2 separate regions of the Rattus norvegicus genome follow, and region 1 is linked to region 2. A link is a contact called in public Hi-C data. All regions are on one chromosome and are shown on one strand. The core of a region is the stretch at or near the end of the contact, and the rest is flanking DNA. Distances in the headings are between cores, read along the strand shown.

What was found. A called contact is a pair of places that touch in the nucleus more often than the background predicts.
Region 1: a contact with region 2 is called in a Hi-C map of liver, with 2.1 times the contacts expected there. The contact joins two enhancer-like sites. A contact is called at or near these places in 4 of 12 Hi-C or Micro-C datasets (kidney and liver).

The regions. Positions count from the first base shown.
Region 1 is chr2:224,973,680-224,980,505 of GRCr8, reverse strand. No RefSeq gene overlaps it. Among named protein-coding and RNA genes, the nearest start is that of Rpl10l4, 190 kb to the right of the region's middle. Within about 2 kb of position 3,170, at least 1 of the 93 cell types and tissues checked has an H3K27ac peak or open chromatin away from gene starts, as enhancers often do. A contact at or near this core is called in liver, where this site is marked.
Region 2 is chr2:224,912,213-224,919,801 of GRCr8, reverse strand. No RefSeq gene overlaps it. Among named protein-coding and RNA genes, the nearest start is that of Rpl10l4, 130 kb to the right of the region's middle. Within about 2 kb of position 1,846, at least 3 of the 93 cell types and tissues checked have an H3K27ac peak or open chromatin away from gene starts, as enhancers often do. A contact at or near this core is called in liver, where this site is marked.

The DNA of each region.
Region 1 (6,826 bases), core at 1,921-4,420, 59 kb before region 2:
GAAGCACGTTACCACTGAGGTACACATTCAGTTCCAAATAAGTCCTTTTTTAAAACAAAATAATTCATTCTGTCCTTTTAATAACAAAGGAAAATCATGGCACCTCTATTTTTATATTACTTAAATATAAACTTACTGTCCTTAAACAAAAGTAGCATTCACAGATGATATCTGGATGTAGTACATGTACTCAAATAGATATTGAGAGAGACCACTTACCAAGTTTATTATACAGAGTTCATAAATAAACGATGATATTTTATATTGCTCATAATGTAAATACCATGTGATAGATATGATTCAGTGTTTATATGTTCCCTACATTGAAGTCAGTAAGTATACTAAAATACACTTCTTAATTTATATGTACAATATATGACATAATCAAAGCAGACCTTATGTTGAATCAAAATCTAATTATCTACCTTAATATGCAAATATATAAATGAAATCAATTATTAATGAAATGCTTTGTGGATTAACTGAAGATAAATTATACTGTATAAACTATGATTAATCTTACCCTATTGATCATATTGATGTTTTCTATTTTTTTTAACATTCTCATTGTAATAGAAATCTAGAAATAAACTATGGTCAACTATAAAGCCATGATGTCATAAAAAAGTTCAGTCCCCTATATTTCTACTCCATGTTTAACATCAGGCCTTCCACATTCAGAGCTCTGGACACAGTCCAGAACCTCTTGCTGGTATTTCCATCCTCATGTTGACAAGAGACAGAAAGCACAGGGGATGAAGGTTCTTCTCTATGGACTGGGTTCCCTTTAATTGGTCCTTCCAGAAGCTGCATGCCTTTAAATTCCTTCCTGACCTCTCTTATTTCTTAGCATCTGATGCTTTAGGTTTGGATTGTCCTTTTGTAGGACCTTGGGGTGCATCATGTTATTCACTTGAGATCTTTCTGATCATTTAGACACACAGATCCATAAACATAAACCATTCTAGCTGTATCAGATGGTTCGGGTAGTTTCTGTTTCCATTTTCATTTAATTTTAAAAATGTTTTAAACTTCTGATACTATCAACAACTGCTGGGGGTTTTGTTGTTGTTGTTGTTTTTCATTCTCCATGTATTCTTTAGTTCCTGTAGTTTTTCTTGCTATCTGTTTTAGGTGTTACTCCATTGTGATCAACTATAAAGCCATGATGTCATAAAAAAGTTCAGTACCCTATATATCTACTCCATGTTTAACATCAGGCCAAAGAATTATCTTGTGTTTTGTCCAGGACCTAGAATATTGTCTATGTTAAAGAAAGTTCCATGGGCTTCTGAGAATGTGTATTCTGTTGATATAGAGTCTTCTGTAGATGTTTGCTAAGTCCATTCTATCTGCGACACAGTTTAAGCTTTAAAGCCTTGTTGCTGTTGTTTTTTTATATAGGGGAGAGTAAGGAAATCACCCACTATTTTTATATCAGAACCTATCCTGTCTTTGTTGTCAGTGTTTGGTTGAAGAAACTGAATGTCCCAGTGTTTGGTAGACAGATATTTATACTTGGTATGGCATCTTCAAAGGTTGCATCTGTTTATATGCAACAGGCTTCTTTACCTCTTCTGGCTAATTTTGGTTGAAGTCTACCTTGTTAACTATCGCAATACCTTCCACAGCACCTTGTTTTCGATTTCTGTTCACTTTCTATATTATTTTCCATCTTTTAGCACTTGGGCTGTAGGTGTCTTTACTGGTAAAATATTTTCTTTAAACTAGATTTTAATCCACTTCACTAGTCTGTGTCTCTTTACTGGAGAGTTGAAATCATTTACACTTGGTGTTATTATTGAAATATTTTCATTAATTCCTATAATTCTGTTAGTTTTTAGGATTAGTTGGATTTTTTGTTCATTGTAACTTTATTTTTAGGAGTTTTCTGGATGATCTTGTTAGATATGATGGATTCCTTCCTTGCTCTCTTTTATTCAACTCTTCAAATTTATTATTTCCTGTGCTCTGGTGATTGAGATATTTTTCATTCCTTTGTATAGTAGCCCTTGAAGCACCTTCTGCAGTGCTGGCTTGGGGTAATGAACTGCTTTAGTTTGTGCTGCTCTTTAAATGTTTTCGCTTCTACATCAATTTTAAAAAAAATAGCATTGCAGGACATAGAACTTGGTCAGCAACAACTGGCTTTCCATGCATTCTTGGCTTCGAAAGCTGCTGATGAGTGACTGTAGACTATTCCAATGCTTCTGTTCATAAGTGAGGTGGCATTTTCCCTTATAGATTTTGCTATTGTTTATTCAGTTTGTACTGTTGACATCTTGACAATGTCATGAGGGTAACTCTCAGTTGATGATACCTGTTTCTAGACATCACCCAGCGTGAGGCTATCTTTCTCTTTGCACATCCCAAGATATAACCTTTCAGTCAATCAGGATCCAGACTGTCTGACTTTGTAGAAGCAATTGTAGGATTGCCTCTCTAGGTTGAGGGTTCTTGAACTGTGGATGTTTCCTGATCTAGGTACTTGGAATAGTTCAGTTTTTAACAATACTCTCCCTCAATATGGCCTGTAAATGGGATTGATTTCTCTGCACCCATGATCCATCAGCCAGAGAAATCAAAGCTTCCCAGTACCCAGGCTTATTCTGAGGTTAGAACTGCTAATCTTCAGTTGATAACTGTGTCTCTCCTCCCATTAACAAGCTGAACACCTGAGGCTGGGTTTGGCTTCCTTCTCTGTTTGGTGGCATGGCTCCACAACCCCTCTCTTCTGGTAACCTTTAACTTCTACCCAAGCTTTTCCTGTGGGATAAGTCTCTTTTCCCCACCTCCACAGAAGCATCCTCTAGAATCGACCTTACCCAGAAATCTCAATACAATCATGTAGATTGTAAAGACCTCTGGTAGGTCCTTTTAAATTCACTTGCCTACGGTCTCATGCTCAAAAGGGTGACTGAAGTTGATAATTACTTAATTACTTCCCTAAAACTCAGTTAAATTTTTGTTCATTCAGCACCAATAACAGTTTTTAACATAGTCTTTAATGCAGCATGAACTATCAGACTAACCAGAAACATCTCTTCTATATGGAGAAAAAAAAATCCAAAGTACAGACAAGTTATTTGGGATCTACAGCCAAATCTGCAGCTCACGCCCATGGGGCAATCTGGGTCACAGTTCTAACTCACCGTCTGTGTGCTCTTCATCAGCTAAATGAACTTCTGTAAACTCTAACAACGTGGTGTGGCTACTACAGAGCTGCCAAGGGACAGGGAGTTAGTGTTTGGGGTTCCTAGCAGTCTCTTAACAGTCATACCATGGTAATCACACTCAGTGAGAGCAGAGGCAGTAGTATGATTACTAAGATAGTCTTTCCATAGAGGCAGCATGGGGGAGCTCCCATAAATGGAATCTAAGACTTCGTATTTATCACTGACTTTGCACGCCACCCTTCACAAGGGCCATCTAATCTTCTCTCCATTCCTTTAACATTAGTGTGTGGGCTGCCAGAGCAAGGGCTGCTATATCCTTTGAATAAAGACTTCTTTAGCTTATAGTAAAGAAAAAGATATTGTTTTCTTTTTTAATATACAACCACAGTAAATGCTAAGAACAAGACTAATCTCTTTTTCTTTTGCCACTGAGCCTGCCAGACTCGTTTGAAGTGACAATAGCTGGTGACAAGAAGAATGGTGAATAAGGTTCAGTTTGGGTGGGCCCAAGTAAAACATTTGCTCGTCTGAGAAAGGTGGGAACTGCTAAAGCAGAACATTGACAGACAAAGATTAAACAAAGTGAGCTCGACCCCTCCTGATCATTGTAGTTCTGATTGAGGTGACTCCTCTTCCCCCTCCAATCTTTTTGTTTCAATATGGTGTATTTTGTATTATGCATGTCATATTTCATAAATAAAAAAGGAACAAGTTTGTGGTCGAGGAGAAACACTAGTTTGAGACAAACCTGGCTACCTTGGGCTATATTTAAGATACTATCTCAAAAGACAAATGTTAATCAATCAATAACTAATTAAAAGCGTATCCTCCCTTGCATAAAGGGCAACAAAGGAATACACTAGTCTTTATTTTTAAAAATAATTACAAATAATTACTAAAAGAAAAATATATTGAGTGATACAATCAAGGTGATATTTTCTATGCAACCTCTAAGGAAGTGAATTCAAAGTTCAATCTCTTTCTTTCCAAAGAAAAACATTGGATTAAAAATTAAAATTAAAAGCAAACAGTTGTGAAGAAAATAAATCTGTTCTGCGTGAGGAAGCTCAGAAGTGTTTGACTCTTTAGGTAAAATATTACAGCTCCTGTGTGAAGCATGGATATGAATGAAACAATTCTAAAATGTGGTCTTCACTTGGTCTCGGTGGTATTTTTCATCAAGTCCAGAAGGAAATTCATGTTCCCTTCCTTCCAGTTCCACATACTCGCCATCTTGTCTCCGCAAACACCCCACCTCTGCAGACAGGAGGATGGGATCTGTTGAGTGAGGGATGCCATCCTACATCTTAAAGTACGCAGGTAGCCGACACAATGCACTCAGCAAAGATAACAGACAGGTTCAAAGCAATGTAATTCAACAGGTAGTCCCCAACTCTGAGGCTATAAAAGGCTCCACTAGACAGCTTGTTCCTCCCTTTCTGGAGGGTCTACATGCCCTGTGGTTTAGCTTCTGGCTGGATACCTGGGGCAACACGGTATCCTGGGTTTATCCAGATTTTTGTTCTCAAACCCCCTATGCTTCTAGTCAACCATATTTTAACCTAGTGGTAATCCCCATGCAAAGGCATGAAGAACTGACAGAACACCATTATCTGAATTCCATGGTCATAATTAGCATGTTTAATGGAGAATGATGACACTTAAGATCTAAAGCTATTTAAAATACTCCAAATTCTAACTTTGGGATGTAAGCTTTCTTTAGTGGGTATGCTATTTGGTAAACCCACTGTGACTTGCTTGTACATTCGGCAATATTTTGAGCAAGCATTCCTATGCACATACCTGCTCTTTATGCAACAAAATACCAACTTTTATAACATACATTCACTTGTACAAAAGGGAGAGAGTGAAAATTCACGTCCAAAAATGACTCAGGGTGACCAGACTCTACTCCAGTCTTTTTCTGTCTCAACAGAAAACACAATCTTCATACTATCCAGTTACAACAGAGACAAAAGCAAAAGGAACCTCTAATTCTCCATGTATAATTGATCCCCTAAAAAATCGAATGACAAAGCATAAATGCAGCCTGGTACCTGAAAAGCAATAAAGGGATACATAAATGGTATCTCTTATTGAGGGCTTGCTTTGTTGTTGTTGCTGTTGCTTTTGTTTTGTTTTGCTTTGTTTTTTGAAACCTGAACTTTTAAATATGCAACGACTATTATTACTCTGGGGTTTTCTCGGGAACTAAGAAGCATGTTCTTATACATGGTGGCTTTTCTCCATACTGCTGTGTGAGTTAAGTACCTGTTGATTTCTGTGACTGAGGTTAGGTTTTTTGGTTTCGTTTGTTTATATGGTTTTTATGTTTGTTTGTTTGTTTGGTTGGTTGGTTTGGTTTTTTTTTTTAAATAAGCCTGTTTTCTCAGAGAGGGCATGAAGAACATTGTGGCCATGGGCAGTCTGGGCTTTTCTAACAGGAGTAAGGTACCAACAATATTGGCAACTGAGTCACCATGAAAAAAAAACCTACAAACAGACTTCACTGTTTTCCTAAAGAATCTACATTTGCATTTTAAATTACATCTTTGGATATTCATTTCCATCTTTCTTTTGGCTTTTAAAGCTGAACAGAGATTCTTAACAAAACAAAAAACAAAACAAAAGAGAATGCCTAAGACTAGCATTTATTAGGGTGGGGGGAAAAAGCAAATCCCCACAATTTTTCCCTAAAATATTTCTTCCAGATTACTTACTTCAGGAAGTCATGTTGACAGGCAGATGGAGGAAAAGATGAAAGATAAAGTTTCAGAAATTCTAGGAATCTCAATGCCTGGATTTCCATTTTAAAATTTCAATTTCTTGCTAGCCAGTGAGTTTCTGTGTCTAACTTCATTAAAATATGCACAGCAGAAATACACACACACACACATACATACACACACACACACACACACACACACACGTATGTATCTTGTACTTTCCCTCATAATACATGTTAAAAATTATATAGTTTGTCATGAGAAATACATTTATTGAAATTAAATCAAATTAAACATCTCTTAAACTTTCCATTATTGACAGAGTTTCCACAAGTTAACCTAGCTTTGTTCATTATCTCCCCTTCAGTAGCATAAATACTATTAATATTTGTAAGTGATTGCTAGGAGGTAAAATATAAACAACATTAATTCGCATTAATTAGATTGTGAACTTACTGCTTCGTCTTTGAAATGGGCCAGTACCTCCCCATTCGATGATTAGCACACTTGACACTCTAATGGACTCTTTCCCATGACTTTACGACTGAACAAAGGTAAAAGGCTTTTTTTACTTTGTGACTAAGGGCCATGCTGAAGAGTGAGATGTGAGCCAAGAAAGAATAAAAAACTAGCACAACAAAACTGTCAGTTTTCTAATATTTCTTAAAGTGGAAGCACACAGCTGTCGTTGACTCAGGTGAACAGGAAGGCTGATACTGCTGGATACTTCTAGCTCTTCCTACTGGCCTTTCTTGTTAGTACATGTCTAACGACATCCTAATCTGATTTCTTTCTGATTCAATGATTTCTTCTATGAGCCAGTGGTGATATTGATAGAGGAAGGGAATCCTATAGGTGTCAAGCACTTTCACATGTAATTAATAAAAGAATGTATGCATTTTATTCTTAAAGCATCTCATGAAA
Region 2 (7,589 bases), core at 597-3,096:
AATCACAATAAGCCAAAGCAAAGTGCCATTTAATTTCTGACTGACCAGTGGCAGAAAATAGTAGATATCTGAACTGCTGAGTGAAGCATACAGAGCATATAACTATATTGGCCACATAACTCTTAGTGGAGATAATTTTACTAATATACTTAAACTACTTTCTTCCTAAAACTTACCATATACCTTTATGGTAGTAAGATAATAACATTGAAAATACCAACTCCATTCTTAGATAGAAGAAAGTGATGAAAACTGGGGAAACCCCCCTGGACGGATGAAAATCACATGAAGTTGTGTTAGGAGAGAAACAAGGTTAATTAACAACGCATGTTTCAACACTAAAGAGCAATAAAAGAAATGCCCTGCTGCCTTGTGGCATAAAACATTCCTCCCATAACTCAAAGTGTTGAGAATTAAAATTCGATCCATTGAATTGTTGGTATAGAATTTAAAACTTATAAAATACTTTAAAAGAGGTCACTACATAATGGTCCTAATTTTTAAAATGGTCTCACTTTCTATGCAAATAATTGAAGCGAGCAAGTGCCACATTTCTTATGCATTCATTTGGTGTCTCTGCTGAATAACAATGTAGGAACTGAGACTCCCACATAGCCGTAACACTTCGGGAAGAATTTGCTCCAGATTATTATTTTCACAGAAAATACTGGCGTGAACGAAGTGCTGACCTCCCTCAGAACTACCACAGTGTGTGCATCCCAAGTTTTAGGGCTCTAATATGAGCTGGTTGTCTATTTTCGCAAGACTCGCATGTCAAAATACTAAACCTACATGAGGATGGTATTAGGAGAGGTCAGGGGAGCAAATAGTTCGTGAAGGTAGCACCCTTCTTATGAGGACTATAAGACTGGGACTTGTAGCTTGGTGGTAGGGCCACCTGCCTTCCATGTACAAGCCCCAAGTCTCGGTCTCAAGAAACAGAAAATAAATATGTCAGTGAAATTTTGAACAGACAGCTAGCGCCTTTTACCAAGTGACACTCAGTTAGAAGGTACTTTGTATGAAAAGTCTACTATATAGACTTTCGTGGGCTACTAAATCTGCCAGCACGCTGCTCTCCAGCTTGCCTCCCGAACAGTAAGAAGTAAATTTCTCTTGTTTAGAATCTTCAGTTCATATTATTTCTCTGTGGCATTCCAAGTGGAGCATAACAAGCTCCAGCTCTGGGATGAACAAATAAATGAGTTCTTAATAGGCAGTGAGCTATGGCAGAACAGCATAGGTCAATACCCAAGGATGAGTCCCAAATGGAACCAGCATGAACATGCCTTTCCTTCTGTATTATGCGTAGTGTTCTGCCTGCACGCATGCCTGCAGACCAGAAGAGGGCACTGGATCCCATTGCAGATAATTGTGAGCCACCATGTGGTTGCTGGGAATTGAACTCAGGACCTCTGGAAGAGCAGCTAGTGCTCTTAACCCCTGAGCCATCTCTCCACCCCCATTCCTTTCCTTCTGAAACGAACTCCCATCCACACCAGAAGCAAGAGGAAACAAGGTTAGCCCATTGCTCACCACTGTAGACACCAGAGCGTGGGCAGAGCTATCTCCTCATAACTGCCTCTGCTCTCCCCCAGCCTCCTCCAAGGAGCTTCCCTAATGACTATCTTCTCTCTTTTCCTTTTCACTTTCTAAAATTTTCTCTCAGAGTAAAATGAATGGGGTGTGGTTTCTTTCTTATCTAATGCCCAGCAATAAGAATATTCTCGAATTATTGCTGATGAATTAATTACTTCCTGAGTACACTCTCTTGACCTATGAATTAAAGGCAATAAAGCCCTTTGCACTGTGGTTAACTATAACCCAGGTTTGCTATTAGGTAGAGCTCGGTGTAACTTATTAAATGTGTGACCCTAGCTATTGCTTAAACTTTGTGTGGTGAAACGGTAGCATGACAGCGTAGCTAAGTTGGAAATAAGCTTCCATGAGTTCTTCTAACTTGGGCTTGCTCAGACAAAGAGAAATAGTCTTGCAAGCCAGAACTTCAGTTGAGTAGGTTTCATGGTCTGAACCTAGGAGGGGCACATACTACTATAGGCTATGGACATTGCCAAATTACTGGCTCATATTTGGTGTATGGTAGCATTCAGATCTAGTTATCAAGCTCCTCCCTCAGCACCCCAAATATAAGTGAAGCACCCATGACCCAAGTGAAGTGACAATCCCTGAAGCTGAAAGAAGAGATAACTATGAACCATCCTTTGGTCTCTGTTGTGTTCTCAGGGCACCAACTCTACCCTTTATACTCTCTCCTCTGGGTCTGTCTTTTCTTTCTCACCACCTCCTCTGCTTAGAAGAGAGTCAACATCAGATGCTGTTAGGTGCTCAGCTGAACAAAGTTCATGGTTCTGTGCCATCTCCCTATCCCCACGTGATATAATTTAATAGAAAACTGGCATTTTATTTACTCTTCTTTAGAAGAATTGTCCAGGTTTATAACTTCTACCTAAATTTTATAAAAATTTTAATGTTAAAAATAATATTTGAGCAAGGGATTCTGCTATATCATTTCACCTCCTGTCATCTCTTTAACAGAAAACATTCTATCTTAGGTTATCCTGTTATGTTTACTCACGGTGTCGATTTCTATACCTTATTAGGTATGCCATCATCTCTGTTGGTGTCTATATTCATTCATTACTTACCTGAAAAAAAAATACCTTCAAGCACTTGAAGCTACTTCACTGTTTAACAGCAAGTGTCCAGCATTAAATCAGAAGGCATGGGCTTTTAGAAAGGTGGATTGTGCGTAAGAATAGAAGTGTCCTTCTTGGCCACTGTCACAGTTGGTTTTGTTGTTGTTGTTGCTGCTGCTGTGACAAACACCATGACCCACAATAACCCAAGGGAGAAAAGAGTTTACGTGAATTGCACTTGCAGGCCACAGAGCATCAGGCTAGGGATGCAAGCAGGAATCTAGAGACAGAAACTGAAGCAGAGCCCATGGAGGAATGCTGCCTACTGGAGAGATGACTCTGAAGTTAAGAGCACTGGCTTCTCTTGCAGACGACTCAGGTTTGATTCCCAGCACCCACACAGTGGCTCACAGCCATCTGTCACTGGAGTTCCAGGGGATTCACCACCCTCTTCTGGCCTCTGTGGGAAATGCATGCATGTGGTGCACACACATACATACAGACAAAAACCCATACACGTTAAGTATGTTTACTTTTTTATTTGTTTTCTTATTTGCTTGTTTTTTATTGGATATTTTTATTTACATTTCAAATTTATCCCCTTTCCCAGTTTCCTGTCCATAAACCCCTTATCCCACCACCTCCCCATTCTTCTATGAGGGTGTTCCCCCACCCATCCACCCACCCCTTCTGGCCTTCTCACTCTGACATTCCCCTACACTGGGGGGGTTCAGTCTTGGCAGTACCAAGTGCTTCTCCTCACATTGGTGCCCAACAAGACCATCCTCTGCTATATATGCAGCTGGAGCCATGAGTCACTCACTCCATGTGTACTTTTTGGATTGTGGTTTAGTCCCTGGGAGCTCTGGTTGGCTGGTATTATTCTTATGGGGTTGCAAAAGCAATTGCCCCCACCAATCAGTGTGACGGAGGCAGTGGCTCAGCTGATATTTTGTTTTCCAGGTTTGTCTCAAGATGACAGAAAACTAAACCAATACAACTTCCCACACCAAAAGTAATGCTGGTTTCTGATTTCTTTCACATCTGTCCATCTTTCTCAGCCAGTAAACTTGGGCTTGTTGTTAAGATAGGATATCAAAGCTCTGGTCATCTAGTCTGCCTGCCTTCTCTACTTCTTCATCCAGCATCTCTCCTCATATTTTGTCCTCCACTGTAGCGAGGAACAATTTAACACTTATGTTCCAATTTTAAGTCAAGTCATGTAGACATCTTTTCATCAAATACCCCTAAGATCCCTTCTGCCTGCTTTGGGATTGCCTCTGTCAAGCTGGGTATGATGTTGCACATCTGTAATTCCAACACTTGGGAGGCAGAAGCCAGAAGATTACTGCAAGCTCCGGGGCCAGCCTGGGCTAAACAGCAAAAACAAAAGGGAAACAAACAAGCTGTTTCCTTATATAGACTTTGATACTTAATCAGAAATTGAGTGGGGTAAGAAGTGAGCTCAGGGATTACTTTAGAATTCAAAGGAAATGCATTGTTATAGTTACTCTAAGAAGATGCAATTTAGACAGGGATTTTCTTATGCGATTTGCTTTTGCTATCCATCATGCTGGCCTGGGAGACCGTCAACCACCAGACATACGTAAGCGTCTTTAATATCTTCAGTCTTGTCCTTTAATCACTCTCAGATGCGCTAAGAGGAGGGTGCTGCTCTCTAGGAGGCAGTGAAATAAAGGTCCATGAATTTACAGAAATAATACAAAGAGCAGTCTCTTTGCACTCCATCACTGGACTTTAAGAAGGGACCATAAAATAGCTCATTTTCACAAAAAGCCCTGGGACATGAAAACATTTGAAACAACTTCAAATCTCATATTATGTAGTGATGAATATGCACTAAAAGCCCACGACAGAATAAAATAACGCCTATGTTTTGTTTCAAAAGTCTTGCCGGAAGTAATCAACATTGATACAGTTTCTTGAGCAGTGCCCAAATGGATCATTTCTGTAGCCTGGCTGCTCAGATAATAGAGGAGGCAGGGAAAAGAGAAGAGGTTTCATTATTCTGACTGTATGTTTTCGTACACTACCTTTAATGGCGTCCTCCCAGTAAACACCCACTCCTGATCTCAGGCTGTAAAGCTCCTCATCCTTTTGCTCCTCAAAGACTAAATGCACATTGGGGGAAATGTTTATTTTTTGCTATGAATAGCACAAAAATGGTTTTGTGGATCATAAATATGGAAACAATTTTCCTTGACAATTATACCTTGGAAAGAAAACCCACGTCTTACTTTCACAGAAGCTGGGGTCTCGTCCCTCAGCATTCTAACTTCAGTCTTTCCAATAACGTCATTGACAACTGAGGGGCACAACTCATCCATGTTAGGACAATTCTAATTGGCAAATCTTTCTTCAGCAAGCTCATGTGTGGGCATCCTATGGGTGTGGTAGAAACCAAGGTGAGACATTGGCAGATTTCTTACTAGTATATTTTCTCTCTATCCTATTTGGGTAAGACCATACTCCACAAGTTTTCCTCTTAGCACCACATAAAAAAGATCACAAACTCCCATATTCCATTAATTTAAATAAGATGTTCCGACTCTAGGAAGCTCAATGGCCATTTCTTCTTACTGTCCTTATGTTAACTTTTTACCATCCACTGTCATGAATATTTTGATCCTATAACTACATAGTTTAGGCTGGGTAGTTTATAAATAATAGAAGGTGTGTACTTTTTACGTCATTGGAAAGTGGACAGTCAAAGATCAAAGTACTGGTACTCTGTGTGTGGTGCGTACTTTGTTGTGTCTTCACAGAGCAGAAGAACAAAGGGAGGGTTAGGCAGCCTCCCACTCCTGTTCTGTAAAAACTCATTCCATCCGTGACAGTCGGCCTGGCAACTATATTTGAATACATGAATTTTAGAGGACACAGTCATCCAGTACCATCCTCTTCATCTTCTCTACATTTTATTTATTATGAACCACATAAGAATAGCACTGTGAGTTGATCATGAAAAAGCAGATCATTTAACCAGTGTCCTTTCCACTATAAAAACCAGGTAATGCTGTGCATCCAAATTTTATGCTTAAAATAAATGACCAGCAATTGGATTATAACACTGCTAAGCTCATCAATTGATTACTCTATTCATGAGGTCTTAATTGAGTAGGCTACTAGGATCAGGGGCTAGGTAGAGACAGGAGTACTGAGGCATATTAAGGTTGTATCTTATGCCTAGATGTTTCCTCCCTCTATCCCTCTGTCCCTCCATCCCTCTCTCCCTTCCCCATGCTCCCCCCTCCCCCTTTTTCTCCCCATCCATTTACCCCCTCACTATTCCTCCTCCTCCTTCCTTACCCGCCGTCTCCTCTTCCTCATCCTCATCTTCATCCTCTTTCTTCCCCTGGATACCATGAAGTAAGCACGTTTGTTCCAGCATGTGCTTCTCACTCTGACGTTCTGCCTCATCTTGAGTCCTGCTGCATAGCAATTTCTTCTAAGATCAAATACTCTACCTTAGAAAGAAGCACACTAAGACTGATGTTATTCTAAAGTGCAATGAAACATTCTATCTTTCAGGAAAGCTCCTTACAATTAAGGGACTTTGAAGAATTGTGTTGGGATTTTGACAGGGGTGGACTGAATCTGTAGATTGCCTTTGGTAGGATGGCCATTTTTACTATATTTAATCCTGCCAATCCATGAGCATGGGAGATCTTTCCATTTTCGGAGATCTTTGATTTCTTTCTTGAGAGACTTGAAGTTGTTGCTATATAGACCTTTCACTTGTTTGCTTAGAATCACAGCATGGTATTTTATACTATCTGTGGCTATTGTAAATGATGTTGTTTCTCTAATTTCTTTCTCAGCCTGTTTATCATTTGGATAGATGAAGGCTACTGATTTATTTGAGTTAATTTTATATCCAACCACTTTGCTGAAAGTTGTTTACCAACTGTGGAAGTTCTCTGGTAGAATTTCGGGGGTCACTTAGGAATACTATCATATCATCTGCAAATAGTGATACATTTACTTCCTCTTTGCCAATTTATATCCCCTTCATCTCTTTTTTGTTGTCTTATTGTTCTAGCTAGAACTTCGAGCCCTATATTGAATAGATATGTAGAGAGTGGGCATCTTGTCCCCAACTTTATTGGCATTGCTTCAAGTATCTCTCCATTTAATTTGATATTGGCTGAAATTGCTTTTAAAATGTTTAGGTAAGGACCTTGAGTTTCTGATCTCTCCAATACTTTTAACATGAAGGGGTGTTGTGTTTTGTCAAAAGCTTATTCTGTATCTACAGAGATGATCATGTGATTTTTTTCTTTGAGTTTATTTATATAGTGGATTACGTTCATGGATTTTTGTATATTGATCTTGCATCTCTGGGATAAAGCCTACTTTATTGCAGTGAATGATGGTTTTGATGTTGTTCTTGGATTCTGTTTGCCAGACTTTTATTGAGTATTTTGAATCTATAGTCATAAGCGAGATTGGTCTGAAGTTCTCTTTTATGGTTGGGTCCTTGTGTGGTTTAGGTATTAGAGCAATTGTGGCTTCATAAGATAAATTAGTGTTCCTTCTGTTTCTACTTTATAGAATAGTTTGGGGAATAATGGTATCAGGTCTTCTTTGAAGGTCTGGTAGAATTTTGCACTAGAGCCATCTGGCCCTGGGTTCTTTTTGGTTGGGAAGTTTTTAATGACTTCTTCTGTTTCCTTAGGATCCCCTAAGGGATCCTGTTTAGATAGTTTACCTGCTCCTGATTTAACTTTGGTATGTAGTATCTGTCCAGAAAATCATCCATTTCATCTAGAGTTTCCAGTTTTGGTGAATATAGGCTTTTGTAGTAGGATCTGATGATTTTGTGCATTTCCTCAGATTCTGTTGTTACGTCTCCCTTTTCATTTCTGATTTTGTTAATTTGGATACTGTCTCTGTGCTCTCAGGTTAGTC